Regions from separate parts of the Sus scrofa genome. Here region 1 is linked to region 2. A link is a contact called in public Hi-C data. All regions are on one chromosome and are shown on one strand. Each heading gives the region's core, a stretch centred on a gene start, on an enhancer-like site or on the middle of the called end of the contact. The rest is flanking DNA. Distances are from core to core; before and after follow the strand shown. Region 1 overlaps GALNT10 (polypeptide N-acetylgalactosaminyltransferase 10). Region 2 overlaps GALNT10 (polypeptide N-acetylgalactosaminyltransferase 10).

Region 1 (7,895 bases), core at 2,837-5,336, 210 kb before region 2:
TTCTGGGAGCAACAGAGTGGAGCTGTTTCCCCAACGATTTGCTCTTGTAGATGCTATAGGATTCAGCATTCATCTGCTGCCTTTCAGGAACACTCTGCCAAATTTCCACACAGCTCCTTTTTGTTTCACTCTCCTGCAGATGCACAGCACCAGGCTTGGCCCCCGGTCCTTGTTTGAATGTCAGCTGGCCTCGAGGGAGGAGGCTGACTTCTCAAAGCGCTGGTGTTCCGTCCCTCATCCCAGTGCACTGGGACGTGCACATCAGGCTGCGATCTGGGGACTCTGGCATCTCGAGCACACAGAGCTGCAGTCGACCCGGCTGACCAGTTCTGAGCTCAGCTTGTCATTCTTGTAATTGTTGAGAATTATCCCAGAGCTCCTCATTGATCTTTTGAGTAGAAATAACTGCAGAGGCTCTGGGGGGACGTCAGATGACAGGACTTTATCCAAATGAAAACTATATTCCTTGTGGGTTTGAGAGAAGTTTCCTTGTGGCTTTGAGAGAAGGGTAGCATACTTGCTGTTTGAGTAGTCCTTTAACTCCTTGATTTCTCCACTGGACTAAAGAATATAGGATTTCAAATTCAGAACCTAAGTCTTTGTAATTCACGCTAGCTCATTCTGGGTGTACCGCTGGAGCTGGGTCAGGCAGCTGATTTGTAAAGGACACATAATGCATCTAGGATTTGAGCACTCATCTGGTCAGACAGCTGACTTCTTGGAAAGTCGCAAAACCAAGTAAGAAAAGCCAATCTTGAAGCCATCTTCATTTTAATTCGGGGGTGCCGCTCATTCCTGGTCCCAATCCGCTTAACATCTTGGTTTAATTCTGTGGTCTGTTTCATATTCTAGGCTCGGGAACAGGCTGTTAAAACCTGTGCTAAAGAAACGTGATGCAGTCCCTCCCAATTTCTGAGCCATAATCTCTCGTGAAAAATGACTTCATTGGATAATAGCAAGTGTGGAAATAGAAATTGGTGGGATAATGGAATACCAATGACTTTTATTTTCAAATGTCAATAGTTTTTCTCACTGTGTCAGACCTGAACTTTATTCTTAGAACATCCAGAAATCAATACTTAACTCTCCTCCCATTTTTCAGTCTTCTTGGTGGCAGAGCCTCACCCATCAGAAAGTGAAGTACCATGGAAATGCAGCCTTGGAATGATTTCTTTAATTTTCCACAGAGGGGGTGGGATCCTTTAGATTACTAATCACTTCTCTGTCTCCATGCCCAGCTGAAATCTGATGCCGATGGAGAAGAGTTGTTGATTTACCTGCACAGATCTGACTTCTTCATTCTTTTCTCATCCCAGTCTTGCGATCTCCTGGGGGAGGCCAGTCCTGGAAGGTCTGGGAACAGGACTGTGTTTCAGTTCACTCTTTTGCCTTGAACTCATGGTATGACCTCAGGGAAGTGGTTTAACCTCTCTGGGCCTTAGATTCTCCATCTGTGAGGTAAGCGCTCAGATTCAGAAGGAAAAGGTTAATGTGTATCATAAGTGCTTCCGCTCTCCGGGCCAGCGACTGCATTGCTAATTGGTCTCTTTCCCACAAAGGCCAGACTTGACCTCAGACTCTTTCTCTACACTGCTACTCAAGGGGAGTCCGTGGCATGTTGCATCTCACTTGCAGTGTAGGGAATAGATACTTTGTTAGGATTTTCCAACTCCAGCACCTTGGGGTTTGTTCAGGAGCTTGTATTGGAAAGGCCTGGATAGTTGAAGTGTGTTTATTTATTTATTTAGTCTTTTTAGGGCCACATCTGAGGCATATGGAAGTTTCCAGGCTAGGGGTCGAATCAAAGCTGCAGCTGCCAGCCTATGTCACAGCTACAGCAACACCAGATCTGAGCCGCATCTGTGACCTACACCAGAGCTCACAGCAATGCCAGATCCTTAATCCACTGAGTGAGGCCAGCGATTGGAACCCGAAGTCCTCATGGATACTAGTCGGGTTTGTTGCCACTTAGCCACAATGAGAACTCCCAGAAGTGTGTTTAAACAGGCCTCTGTATCTACCTTGTGATGAGACCTCTATTTAGAGAGGTGTTTGTACTGCAGGGCCTTCTTCTAAGTCTAAGGATGTTCAGCCTTTAATCTGTTGGTTCCAGTGACACGATAACAAATAATAGAATCAGAAATGAGAAAGCAAAGGCCCATTTAAAGGATAACCATCTCACTTGCTAATTGTACCTTGTCCGCGGTCTGCTCTTACACAGAGATGGCATCAGGATCTCATCACTAAAAAGCACCCTGAGGCAAACTTGGCAGCCAGAAGCGTGTCCAGTGGCGGCTAAAAGCTCATGATGGTGTCTGCAGTAGGCTCTGTATTTTGCATACATCTGACCATATCCCATATATGTGTCAGTGCCAGTAAAGGAAGAGCTGATGCCCCCAGGGAGGATTTAAATAAGAATCTTGCTTCCCAGAGAACTGCTGTCCACATGCACAGCGGGGTGGGGAAACGAGGTCGCCTGTACCTGCCCGAGTTCCTGTGGCTGAGGAGTGTATCACTTCTTCCTCTCCCGGGAATGTCTTAGAGTAGGAACCACATCCTCTTCTAGCAAATAGCATAAGCCTTGGTACTTGGAAGATAGTCAGAAGGTGTTTGGGGAGTGATCCATATGTGTCAGAGCGGGAAGGGTGCTTGAGAAGTCACCTAAGTCCAAGCCCCTCATATAGTAGTTATGGAAAGTGAGGCTCAGGTGAGGGGAGATGAATTCTCAGAGGGTTGCAGACTCAAGCGCAGTTCTTCTCCAAGTTCTTGCTCTGGTTCATCACGTGTATCCCCCTGCCCCCATATTCTAATATTTGACCCTTCTTATGGTTGTATCCCTCAAGAGCCAAGATGATCACGTCAGGTTTTGGAGGCCAGTATTTATCAAGACCGATTATCTGCTGGAACTTATCAGGCTTTTTTGCACATCTATTTTTGTCAATTTACTTCCTGAATTTTTATCGTTTTATGGCAAGTAAAATGGATTCCATTTTAAGGTGGCAATGGAATCCAGCAGGGGAATAGAGGAATTAAAAGGATGCATCACATGTGGCACCATTACTGTCCCCCACTTGCTCCTGGTGGCAGACAGAGCCCATCTGAGTTTAAGAGCCATCTCAGGTTCTGCCAGTTGCAGTTAACAGAATGAATTACGCCACATGCAGTGAAATGAGTAAGAGACTGTATTAGCTCCTGTAATTGCAATGGACTTCAGATGTGTTACAATCCAGAGGTTCATGTGATAGATTGAGCCCCAAGGTAGGAAAAAAAGGGTTGTAACTCTTTCTGACCTCATAGTCACACCCAGAGGAGCAAGTCTATCTCTTTTGGTAGCTTCTTTATAAGAGAGAGGAAACTTCTTTCCTATAAACTCTAGCAAGCCTTCTTAGGTGTTACTGGGCCAATTTGGAGCAGATGTGCTCTCTGAACCACGAAAGCTTGTCAGGAGGATGAACTATGCTGATTTGAACCACCCCACCCTGGAGCTAGGGGTGGGGTCAGGCCTTCCAAATTGTGGAGCAGCTTCCCAGAGAAAAATCTGGATGCTCTTGTGGGAAACAGGGGAAATGAAACCTAGGGATGAAGCCAACAAATAGCCGCTCCGGAATCCTGCTGGCACCGTGTCCCAGGCAGTCGCTGTGGGGGCATCAGATCTGTCCTGGAGACAAAACCTCTTTGCCACCCTGTACTCTGTGGGCCTCAGGGTTCTCCTGGGAAAGCTCAGGCACGAAGGCTTCCAGCACAGAGTAAGGAGAGGGTTAAGATGAAGAGCGGATAAAAGCTGCTTTTATTGAATCTCACTTATGAGTTTTGCTGCCACCTTCTTTTCCCCTCACAGGCGTCCTGTGAGCTGCCCCTCTCCCTCCCGCCCCCACTCCCACACATTAAAAGGCAGTTCATTGAAAAATTTTCTCAAGCTGAAAAAGAACTTCTGTCTCTTCAGCTTCGACTTTTTTCCTGCCTGGCCCTTCTTAGCTGGAGGAGGCGGAGTGTTCATACTTTGGAAGCTAGAGGAAGCTAAACAATTCCACTTGCTGTGGTGGGTGGGTGTGTATTTATGAGTGTGTAGCTTTCTCTCCATGTGTTTCTCTTCTCCCTTTTCTTATCTTTGGATGGTTCCTGTTTGCTGCCCTCTGCTGAGTATAGATAGGAGAAGGAAGGGAGAAAAGCAGGCCCATTTCTTCTTTCCCTTTGGTTTTGAGAGAATTCTGAGCTTCAGATGCCGAAATGTCTTTGGTTTTCTCAGATGATGTAAGCCGCAGTATGAAATGACACAAGAAAGATGATCGTGAAGATGATCATGTTAACGATAGTAAAGCAGCTGCCATTTACTTATCATTTATGCTGCCAGGCTTTGGACTAATAAGCCCTTTACCTGCATGTCCGGTTAAATACTCACAATTATAAACAGGTGGGAACCCGAGGGCGAGGGGGCTCACAGGTGCGGGTACTTGCCCGGGGATGCTCAGCCTGTGGTTGTGGAGCTGGTGTTCTAGCCTGTGAGTCTCTGACTCAACGCCTCGGCAGGACAAAGCCCTGCATCCCCCCCCCCCCGCCTCTTCTCCTCTCCTGCAGGGCCAACGTGGGAACCCTGATGATATCTGTGCAGAGGGGAGAGACCATTGCTCTTAAGACTGAACTTCCTCAGTGGCCGATGAAGAGCCCACAAGGTTACTCGGTGACCTTGAAGAGGAACCTCTGCCCTACCCACTACTGAAGCCCCCCTTGGCAAAGGGGCTCCTCAGTCCCCCTAGATTGACACCCTGTGGGGCAGCATGTGGGGCTCTAGCTTTGGAGCTGCACTGCCCGACTCCGATGCCTAGCCTTGGGCACGCCCTTGACCTCCATGCAGGAATTCCTGGCCTGTAAAACGAGGATAATGTTAACTATACTGAGGTGGGGGGTGAGTTCTGAAGGCTGGATGTGTCGCTGTGGGTGGAGCCCTGAGCATGAGGCTTGGTCCAGAAGGGGTCAGGGAGTGGTGGGGCAGCTCATGGGCCATGCCTGGCTTCGAGGAGGCATCTGTTCTTCTGGCCTCCCTGCGGCAGAGGTAGGGAGGGATGCCTGTGTCATCATTGCTCTTTGGTAGGTGGGTGGCCTCGTGCACAGGCTTTGGCAGCAGAGAAGGACCAGACATGTCTCATTATTAGGGGTGGAGGAGGGGTGCACATGCAGGCTGCTCTTTGTACCCCACTCCCTGACTCTTTGGATCTGAAGCAGTCATTGGGGTGCCCAGCCATTTCCTCCCCTGGGAGAGAACCCAGACCCTCTGCATCCTTCTAGGCAATATTCTTTGATTCCTCCAGGAAGTGTTCTTCGGTCACTCCAGCCCCCAGGGGTCGCTCACCCACCTTAGTTCCCCTGCTCCTCGGCCTTCTCCTCTGCCCACTTAGACCAGGAAGTGGTCTTCCTGCCAGTCCAGGAAGGTGTGGACTTGTCTTTCTGCTTCGTCCCTCCCTGCCTCTGTCCTTGTGTCCGTGCGTGCGTGTGAGCCTCTGGGCCTCCACACATGCTGCTCCCTTGCTGCTGACACCTTTCTTCCTGCCACCTCGCCCCTAAGCCTGACTCACCCCTGCTTGGGGAGCCTTATGGAAATGTATCATGCACTGTAGTCATCATTTTTGACCTGTCCATGCAGGAGCAAACCTCGATCTCATCACCCTCTCTTAATTGTCCAAAGTATTTGCTGAGGGAATGAAGAAGCAGGCGAATGAGTGAGTGACTGGTAAGTGGGTTCTTGGTGACTCCTGGCCAGTGCAGGAAGTCTGGAATCCTTCTTGTGGAATCTCAGGGTGCTTCAGCATCTTTCAGGAGCCTGTTAACAGGGATCCTCCATGGAGACTGCTTGAGTCTAGGGTGGCCACCTATCCAGCAAATCCTACTGAGTGCAGCAGGTAACTCTTCTCTCCGTCCACCTCCCTGCTTGTCAGCACCCCAGGAGGCAGATGTCGCCTTCTCCAGGTGCACCCCCCCAGGAGCATTTTGCACGCCTATTCCTGGGGAGTGCTTTTATTTGCAGTTTCCCTGAGTTGCAAGCCAGCGGTCCCCAGGGGAACTCTGTGGTGCCTGTTAGTAGTGGCACCATATCAAATGTAAACAGCTCAGAATCCGGGATTGGCATCTGAGTTGGGCAGTGCACTTTGCAAATCCCTCTGCAGTGGGCCCCAGGGACTCTCTGGGGCTCAGCAGCTTTGTTTTCTGCTGGCACATGTGAGCTGTTGCCTTTCCAGGCTGGGTGCTCTGCCTTCCTGCTGTGGGGACAAGGGTGAGGTGCCTGGAAGTGTGTGTGGAGGTGCTGCACTAAGGGCCTTCTTGGGAAGGGGTTACATTAGGAAAACCCTGCGAGCTTTTCCCTTGAGCTGGACCGAGTGTGCAACTGACAGCCAGCATCCCCAGTTCCCAGGCCCAGCTCTGCCTTCTCCTAAAATGGGCACCATCAGCACTCTTTCATCGTGTTGTAGTGATGTTTATGTCCCACTAAAGATGAGACAACTAAGAGGCAGAGAGGATCCATGACATATCCAGGGCCACACAGCTGGGAGGTGATGGGAACAGGACTCCAGCCCAGGGGTCTCCCTCCAGCAGACCAGAGCTCACAGCCCTAGGCCTCCTCCTACTGTCTTACCACCCACTGGCCCTGACCTTCGGTGAGTGCACCCTCTTCCCTGGATGGGAGGAGACCACAGCGGGAGGATATTGCTGAGGGCCTCAGGAGCCTGATTCTTGTATCCATTGTGCTGGTTCTGGAAAGCTCTTCCACGAGCCAAATGCTCCAGCCAGGATTCTAGCAGGCCCCACAGGCCACCTGGGGGCCTCCTAAGAGCCCAGTTAACCACAGTTGTGCGTTTGGGTGGGTCTCCCACTGGTTACACTTGTTGGCCTCCTGGAGGAGGTGTTGCTGAGCAGAGGGGGCTGGTGGGACATGGGAGGAAAGAGGTTTCTTAAAGGGAACAGGTTGGAAACATCTGGCAGGGGAGTGTGTGTGAAAATTACTTCCTGCTGCTCAAGCACATTGTATGTGCTCAACTGAAAACTGTTATTCTGCATGTTTCCTCCTGAGTATTGATCAGAGTCAGCTGCTGACAGTTAAAATGTGTATGTGTGCTCATCTATTTGTGAAATAACCAGTTTCTAAATTTGGCATCCAACTTCAGTGAAAAGTTAGTGACTCTTTTGGGGGCACCAGGGGCTATAATTTGAATTCCTGATAATTTTGTTGATAATAAACCTTAATGTTATCTTCCTGCAGAGGACTTCTTTCATTATTTTATTTGACCTATGTATTACTTAAAACAAAAACAAAAACAAAAAACCTTATATGTGTACCTTAAATGGAGATTGCAGCCTGGCAACCTGTGGACTGTATGTAGCCCAGAACTATGTTTTGTGTGGTTTACCCACTGTGGGCCCGTAGATGATTGGGTGTCTCTTTTAAAATATTAGTAAGTTGTCAGTACCTAAACAATGGAACCTAAACATTGAAATATTTCACATTTATTTATTTTTTGGCCATGCCTGAGGCATGCAGAAGTTCCTGGACCAGGGATCGAACCCATGCCGCATCTGTTATCAGAGCCACAGCAGTGACAATGCCAGATCCTTAACCTGCTGAGCCACGAGGGAACTGTGGACTATTTCACATTTTAAAAAATTATCTTTTCTGGCTTTTGGGGAAAAAATGGAACAGTTTAGCAGCTGGGCCTGGGTTATAGCATCGCAAAACATGACTGGATCTGGGTAGCAGCCTGGCAACCTGCGGAGTCTAGAGACAGACTCCGGCTCTTCAGTTGGCCATGGCCCCAGCCGCATCCTGTGGTCTCAAACTTGGGTTCCTCACCTTCCCATGTAACTGCTGGCCTGTGGGGACACTTGGGAACTTTGTTTTATAACCCGTG
Region 2 (7,848 bases), core at 3,235-5,734:
CAGTATCTGTTCTGCAAAGAAATTCATTTGTCCTTTTTTCAGATTCCATATGTTAGTGAAAGCATTTGATGTTGGTGTCTCACTGTCTGACTGACTTTTGCTGCATCCCATGGGTTTTGGAGTGTCACATCTTTGTTGTCATTTGCTTCTAGGTATTTTTTAACTTCCTCTTTGATTTCTTCAGTTATCCATTGGTTGTTTAGTAGCATGTTGTTTAGTCTCCACGTGTTCGTGTTTTTTTGCATTTTTTTTCTTGTTGTTGATTTCCAGTTGTATAGCATTGTGGTCGGAAAAGACGCTTGATATGATTTCAATTTTCTTAAAGTTACCGAGGTTAGATTTGTAGCCCAGGATGTGATCATTCTTAGAGAATGTTCCATGTACACTTGAGAAGAATGTGAATTCTGATGCTTTTGGATGGAATGTCCTATAAATATCTATTAAGTCCTTCTGGTCTGATGCTTCATTCAGGGCCTGTGTTTCCTTATCGATTTTCTGTTTGGATGATCTGTCCATTGCTGTAAGTGGGGTGTTAAAGTCCCCCACTATGATTGTGTTACTGTCGACTTCTCCTTTTAAGGTTGTTAGCAGTTGCCTTATATATTGTGGTGAACCTGTATTTGGTGTGTAGATATTTAAAATTGTTATATCTTCTTCTTGGATTGATCCTTTGATCATTATGTAGTGACCTTCCTTATCCCTTAAAATATTCTTCATCTTAAAGTCTGTTTTGTCTATATGAGTATTGCTACTCCAGCTTTCTTTTGATTCCTGTTCGCATGGAATATTTTCTTCCATCCTCTCACTTTGAATTTGTATTTGTCCCTAGAAGTGAAGTGGGTTTCTTGAAGACAGCATATATATGGGTGTTGTTTTTGTAGCCATTCAGCCAGTCTATGTCTTTTGATTGGGATGTTTAGTCCATTAACACTTAAGGTAATTATTGATATGTATGTTCTCATTGCCATTTTATTAATTGCTTTGGATTTGTTTGTGTTGCTCTTTTTTATTTCCTTCTTCTCTTGTTCTTTCCTATTGTGGTTTGATGACTATTGTTAGTGTTGTATTTCAGTTGATTTTTCTTGCTTGTTTGTGTGCCAATTGTAGATTTTTGGTTTTTAGTTATTCTGAAGTTTTGATATAAGATTATATATATATATATATATATATATATATATATATATATATATATATATATATGATATTGTTTTAAGTTGTTGTTCTCTTAGTTGCAAGTGCATCTCCAGTGTCCTGCATTTGTACCCACCTCTTCTCATGATTTCTGATTCTGGTGGCATAATTGTGGGTGGATGATTTCGTATCTTTACTGTATATATACCTTTACTGGTGAGCCTTGTCATTTGTGGTATTTTTGTTTCCTGTTGCAGCCTTTTCTTTTCTGCCTATTGAAGTTCCTTTAGTGTTGGTTGTAAAGCTGGTTTAGTGTTGCTGAATTCTCTCAGCTTTTGCTTATCTGTGAAGCTTTTGATTTCTCCTTCAAATCTGAATGAGAGCCTTGCTGGGCAAAATAATCTTGGTTGGAGGTTTTTTCCTTTCATCACATGAAGTATATCATGTCACTCCCTTCTGGTCTGCAGAGTTTCTGCTGAAAAATCTGCCGATAACCTTATCGGGGTTCCGTTGTATGTTACTTGTTTCTTTTCCCTAGCTACTTTCAAGATTTTATCTTTGTCTTTAATTTTGGTCAGTTTGATTAATATGTGTCCTGGTGTATTCCTCCTTGGGTTTATTTTATATGGTGCTCGTTGTGCTTCCTGGATTGGAGTGAGTGGCTCCTTCCCATGTTAGGGAAGTTTTCGGTTATAATCTCTTGGAATATTTTTTCTGTCTCCTTCTCTCTCTCTTTTCTCCTTCTGGCACCCCTATAATACAGATGTTGGTGCATTTAACATTGTCCCAGAGTTCTCTGAGACTCTCTTCATTTGTTTTCAATCTTTTTTCTCTTTTCTGTTCTGCATCTGTCATTTTCCACTAATCTGTCCTCCACCTCACTTATTCGTTCTTCTGCCTCCTGTGTTCTGCTGTTGGCTGCTTCTAATGAATTTTTTATTTCAATTACTGTATTTTGCATCTCTTCTTGTTTAAGTTTTATATCTTGTATCTCTTTGCTCAGTGTTTCCTGTAAGTTACCCATCTTTGCCTCCAGTTTATCTCCAATGTCTTGCATCATCTTCAGCATCAACAGTCTAAAGTCTTTTTCCTGGAGGCTGAGAATCTCCCGATCACTTAGCTGATTTTCTGGGGTATTTTCTTTCTCCCTCATCTGAGTTATAGTTCTCTGTCTTTTCATTTTTATAGGTTTTTGATGTGGTGACGTTTTTACAGACAATGGAGTTGTAGCCTCTCTTACTTCTGGTGCCTGCCCTCCTTGTGGCTGAAGTTGGTATGGGGGCTTGCTGTAGGCTTCCTAATGGGAGGGACTGATGCCTGCCCACTGGTAGGTGAAGCTGATACCTGTCCCTCTGGTGGGTGGGTCTTTGTTTCCAGATGAGATTAGAGGTGGCTGTGTGCCTGGGGGTTCTTTAGGTAGCCTGTTTACTGATAGACGGGGCTGTGATCCCACCTGGATTGTTGTTTGGCCTGGGGCTTCTTAGTGCTGATAGGTGGGGCCAGATTTTCCCAAAATGGCCACCTCCAGAGAAAGGCATGCTGATGAATATTCCCAAGAGCTTTGCTTCCAATGTCCTTCCCCCACAACAAGCCACATTCACCCCTGTTTTCCCAGAAGGTCCTCCAAGAACTGCAGTCAGGTTTGACCCAGATTCCAATGAAGACTTTGCTTTGCCCCGGGACCCGGTGCACGTGAAAGTCTGTGTGCACCTTTTAAGAATGGGGTCTCTGTTTCCCCCAGTCCCGTGGAGCTCCTGCGTGCAAGCCCCCTGGCCTTCAATGCCAGATGCTCCAGGGGCTCTTTCTCCCAGTGCCAGATCCCCAGGTGTGGGGATTTGATGTGAGGCTCAGAACCCTCACTCCTGTAGATGAGTTTCTATGAACCAGTTAGTTTCCAGTCTGTGGGGCTTCCCACCCAGGAGGTATGGGGTTGCTTATATCACATAATCGCCCCTCTTACCTCTTGATGTGGCCTCCTCTTTGTCTTCTGGAGTAGGATATCTTTTTGAAACTTTCTGGTCCACTTGGTTGAAGATTGCTCAGCATTTAGTTGTATATTTTGTTTTTAAGAGAGAAGTTGAGCTCCAGTCCTTCTATTCTGCCATCTTAATCCCATCCCCTACCAGCTGTCATTTACTGAGCATTCGAGTGCAGTAACTTCTGGGTCCCTTTGCCCCCCATTTTATAAATGAGCAATCTGAGGCTTGGGTCAGATCACTTCCCAATGCCACATCGTTGGAATAGGGATTTCAGCCTTGCTTTCTGACTTCAGACTGAGCTGTGCCCTGATGTCCTCTGACCCATGGTGCCATGAAACCGTCTCATCCTTTGGGGCATCAGGGGTGGGAGATGACATTGTGGCTGTCTCTTTCTACTGATGTGTTTCTGTAACATAGAATGCATTCATCATCAATATCTAGCAGGTCTCCAGTCAGGAGAAAAATTAAGATTTTCTTTAAGAATAAGGAGAAACTCATTTTTTCAGGCCTCCCAGCCAGCCCCTCCCCACATACACCCCCAATGCTTTGTTTGGGCCAGTTGCATTTTCAGGAATGAGAGTCCCCATAAGTGAGGGTGTACAGAAAGGGGAGTCATGGTGAGGTGTCCCCTGGGGGGTGGGGGACGGAGCCCCCTAACTATGGGGTCTACTCCAGGAGGCAGAAGCAGCAGCCTGACGCCCTCGGAGAGAGAGATGGAGCCATGTGGCAGGCGCGCATGAGCAAGGAAGTGACAGGAAGTCACACGAGGGGACGAGGGATAGCCTTAATCCCAGAGGGAAACCCAGCACATCTGAGTAGAGGCAGGAGCCTTGGGGGTGAGTGGGTTTGTTTTGTTTGACACTGATAGCGATACCAAGGCCAGTGCAGTCCCAGACAGCCTTGAGCAGGTTGAAAAAAAAGAGAAAAAACTCAAATTTATCTTCCTTGAAACTCATAGGCTGTATGAAAAGAAGGTAGGGCAATGCCCCAGAAACTAATGAGGGGTCATGTTGTGACCCAAGGCCTGAGTGCTTAGGTGGCAGGGCCAGGATCCCGCAGCCGGAAGGTTGCAGAGCCGGGGCTAAATCCCAGATGTCCCAACTCTAAGCCTAGTGCTTATCTTGTTGCACATGGAAGAAGGGGGCAGAGAGAGGCCACTGCTCCAGGAGGGCCCAAGAGGTCAGGACCAGCCCTGAGGGGTTAAGTTGCCACCCAGCGGTCCCCCTTGCAAGTGCCAGCCTGGCATCGCCTCTCCCCATCCCTTCCACGGCCCCCTCTGACTCAGACCAGCTGCAGCTCACTGCCGGGAACCGGGCTAGCTCCTTCCTTTGCTGGGTTATCCGAGGATGCTGAGAACTTGCTCTGCTGCATGCAGCATTTTCCTCCCAGCCACATGTACCCAGACTTTCCAGGAGCTGTCTGCCAGGAACAGGGGAGGCATTCTGCTCCTGACTTTGAGCAGCCATTTGAAATTCTGTGAGTGTCTCTGTGGGCACCTGCCCCTCCCACCATTCCTCCGGGAAGTCGACTCCGAGGCCCAAGGGTTGCCTGTGGTATGTGGCTCACTAGCCAGCCACATATCCATCTCTTCCTGCCACAGTCCTTCATCACTAAAAACGGCGATAATAATTTCTTCACAGGTTTGTGGTAAAACCTGAATGGGATGAAGTGTTTGCCTTGGAGACAGGCAGAAAGAAGGCAGTCAGTAAGTGGTAGCTGTTTAGATCAGAACCTTCGTGTTAAAAAAGAAGGCAGAACTCAGAGTTGCCATCATGGCTCAGTGGTTAACAAACCTGACTAGTATCCATGAGGATGCGGGTTAGATCCCTGGCCTCGCTCAGTGGGTTAAGGATCCGGCATTGCCGTGAGCTGTGGTGCAGGGTACAGACGCGGCTTAGATCCTGTGTTGCTGTGGCTGAGGCGTAGGCCGGCAGCTATAGCTCCGTATTTGACCCATAGCCTGACCCATAGGCTGCAAGTGCAGACCTAAAAAGCAAAAAAAGGAGGGGGGAAGGGCAGAACAGCATAGGGTAGAATACATTGGCTTTGGAATCAAACCACCTGGGTTCAGGTGCAAGCTTTATCAGCTAATCACTGTGTAACTTTGGGAAAGTGACTTAACCTCTCTGGACTTGTGCATCTGTAAAACAGCAATAGAATGATCCCTGCTTCATAGTGTGAGTATTAGCATGGTGCTAATCAAAATGTGTTAAAAGCTTAGCTCAGCGCCTGGCACATTATAAATAATCAATTACAGTAGCTATTAATGTTGGCATCGTGGTCCATGTGTTTAGGCTACGACTGCAGGAAGCCAGGAGTGAAGGAGCTTTGAGGCTCAAAAGACAGAGGCCAGAGACCTTGGCTCCGGGCCCAGCTCTGGAATGAACTTGCAGTGAGGCCTTGGACAGCTCACTTGCCCTTTCTGCTGAACCTTTATGTCTTCATTGAAAGGACACTAATAACCCCATACTCACAGGGCTGTCTAGAGACACAGTGTGAACTGCAAGGCACCATTATCGAGTCACTAATCCAGGATGAACTGGTTCTCCTCTCCCAGCATGGTCCCCCGCCCAGCAGCATCACCTGGGAACTTGTTAGAAATGCACGTTCTCAGACCCCCCCCCAGACCAGCTGAGTCAGACATCCTCTGGGTGGGGCCCAGCAGTCTGGTTCACAAGCTCTCTGGGTGATCCTGAGCACACTCGAGATGGAAGACCGTGGTAGGTGAGGTCTTGTACAGATGGGTGCCTGGGCCCAGGGGTGGAAAGACAGAGTAATAGGGAGGTTGGTTGGCAGGTTGGCCCAAAGGCCCCAGCACCTTCACCCCACTTTCGAGGTTCTGTATCATTGGATCCACCCATGGCTGTCAGCTTCTATTCCATCTCTTCCAACAGGGTTTTAGAGCAAGGCTGGCACGACCAGGCCACGTGTGAGTGAATGAATGAATGCTTGTCCTGGGCTGCATTTTTTATGGAAGGAAAAGCACATGTGCCCAGCAGAGCAGAAGCCTAGGTGCACTGCGGCTGGCCCTCAGCAGCACCCACACAGGGCACCCAGGGGGTGTGGAGGGGGTCTGGGCTGACTGGAGCCTTGACTGTAAGCCCAGGATGACCCTTTGTTCTGCAGACAGTACGAGTGCCGGGAGGACTTTGTGGAAAACCATGATAGGGTCAGGACCAGGCTTTAGAAAGATGAAACCAGGAAGGTGTCATTGCAGAACTGCCGACGTCTGGGGGCCCCAACCCAGATTCCACTCGGCTCTGCCACCTGCAAGCTGAGGAGCCCTGCGCAAGGCACTGGCTCTCATTAGGCCTCGCTTTCCTCATGTGGAAGGCATGCTGGTTACCGCCCCACACTGGGTGGTTGTAAGATTGCCTGTTTCACATATGACCTAAAACCTAACATATCCTGCAACTTTACTAAATTCATTTAATCCAGGAAGAAACCCTAATGTAAGGCAGCCACCCCCCATTTTTTTCCAAGTTGACCATAAACACTTCAGGATATTGCTGAAACAGTCAGGTATTTAATGTATTAATTTAGATACACACATCCGTAAAGCCATATTGTATAAAATAATAATATACCAGAAGTAAGTTTAAGCGACTTTTTAAACTAAAATAAAATTGGGATTTTTTTTGTCTCCTCTTTTACCAGCCTTACCCAGTAACCACAGTAAGCATCTAAAACTAACATGAGTGAGGTCCTCTGAGGCTGGCAGGACTTCCTGAAACAGTATCTTGTTGTTCAGAACAAATATATCTAAATAATCTGAACTTCTGGAAGACAGGGGCCCAGGCATTCCTTCCTTTCTGGGAACTGTGGGGCAAATACACATGTGATGCCCACCACCGTGTGTCCAGGTCACAGCATCCAGATTCTCAGAGTCCTCTGTGCTTCAGACTTGCCAGCCTCATCACAACCCTGGGAGGTAGGCACAAATAATTCATCCTGTTCTGCAGATGAGGAAACCAAGGCTTTTTCAGATTCCCAAAGCTCACGGAAGAGCCAGAGCCGAGCTCACCATGGCTACCCTGTGTTCTTCCTAAGAATACAGGCAAGGCGGAATAGCGGGTGATGGTTATTCTGTTGATGCTGCAGCTCCCAAGCACCACTGAATAGGGTCTGGACTTCATTGGGCTCCTCGGCCGAGCAGCCAGCAGCAAAAGTCAGGGCTGGCTGGCGGCTCCTCTCCACCAGGAGAGTGCCCACCCATTCCTGACTGGTTCCCAGGCAGCTGTTTCCTGGAGAGAGAGGTTTTGCCCCAGCCCCTGCTTGCTCGCAGTCCCCTCAGCAAGACGGGCCCCTCTGCCGTGCTCTCTCCCCAGGTCCCGTGGTGTCCTCCTGGCGGTGCTCATCACCACTCGTTCTTTCCTCCTTAGTTTAGGAGATGAGAGCAAGTGATTGTCTTTTATAGACACTGTAATGAGGCCTGTCATCACACAAAAGAAGTTTGCTAATAAGGTAAATCAAAGCAGCAGTGAAAATGAATGGGGAGCAAGCTTTTGCAATTAGATTTGTGCTTGTCTAGTGGCAAGGGGCTTCCAGGGAAGACTGTTCCACAGGAGGAAACGGCCCCAAGAAACAAGCTGGCAGGCTGTTGGGAAGCTCTTTATGATGGAACAAGGCTCCCCGAGTAGGCAACTGCATCCCCCCCACGTCCCCCCACCCCGTGGAAAGGGCATGGAGGGGGGAGGAAGGGAAGAAAGCTGACAGCAGAGAGAGGCTGCAAAGATGT

Evidence for each region. Hi-C and Micro-C count contacts between places; a contact is called where the count stands out from the background.
Region 1: a contact with region 2 is called in a Hi-C map of brain, with 7 times the contacts expected there. The contact joins two enhancer-like sites. A contact is called at or near these places in 1 of 5 promoter capture datasets (fetal skeletal muscle), 16 of 47 Hi-C or Micro-C datasets (brain, embryonic fibroblasts, epiblast stem cells and 10 more) and 2 of 2 datasets of contacts at active chromatin or transcription factors (alveolar macrophages and skeletal muscle).

What each region holds. Positions count from the first base shown.
Region 1 is chr16:68,950,917-68,958,811 of Sscrofa11.1, reverse strand. All of the region lies in intron 2 of GALNT10 (polypeptide N-acetylgalactosaminyltransferase 10), which reads left to right. Among named protein-coding and RNA genes, the nearest start is that of GALNT10, 78 kb to the left of the region's middle. Within about 2 kb of position 4,086, at least 12 of the 83 cell types and tissues checked have an H3K27ac peak or open chromatin away from gene starts, as enhancers often do. A contact at or near this core is called in brain, where this site is marked.
Region 2 is chr16:68,744,972-68,752,819 of Sscrofa11.1, reverse strand. The region is part of intron 8 of GALNT10 (polypeptide N-acetylgalactosaminyltransferase 10); the gene reads left to right. Among named protein-coding and RNA genes, the nearest start is that of SAP30L, 39 kb to the right of the region's middle. Within about 2 kb of position 4,484, at least 7 of the 83 cell types and tissues checked have an H3K27ac peak or open chromatin away from gene starts, as enhancers often do. A contact at or near this core is called in brain, where this site is marked.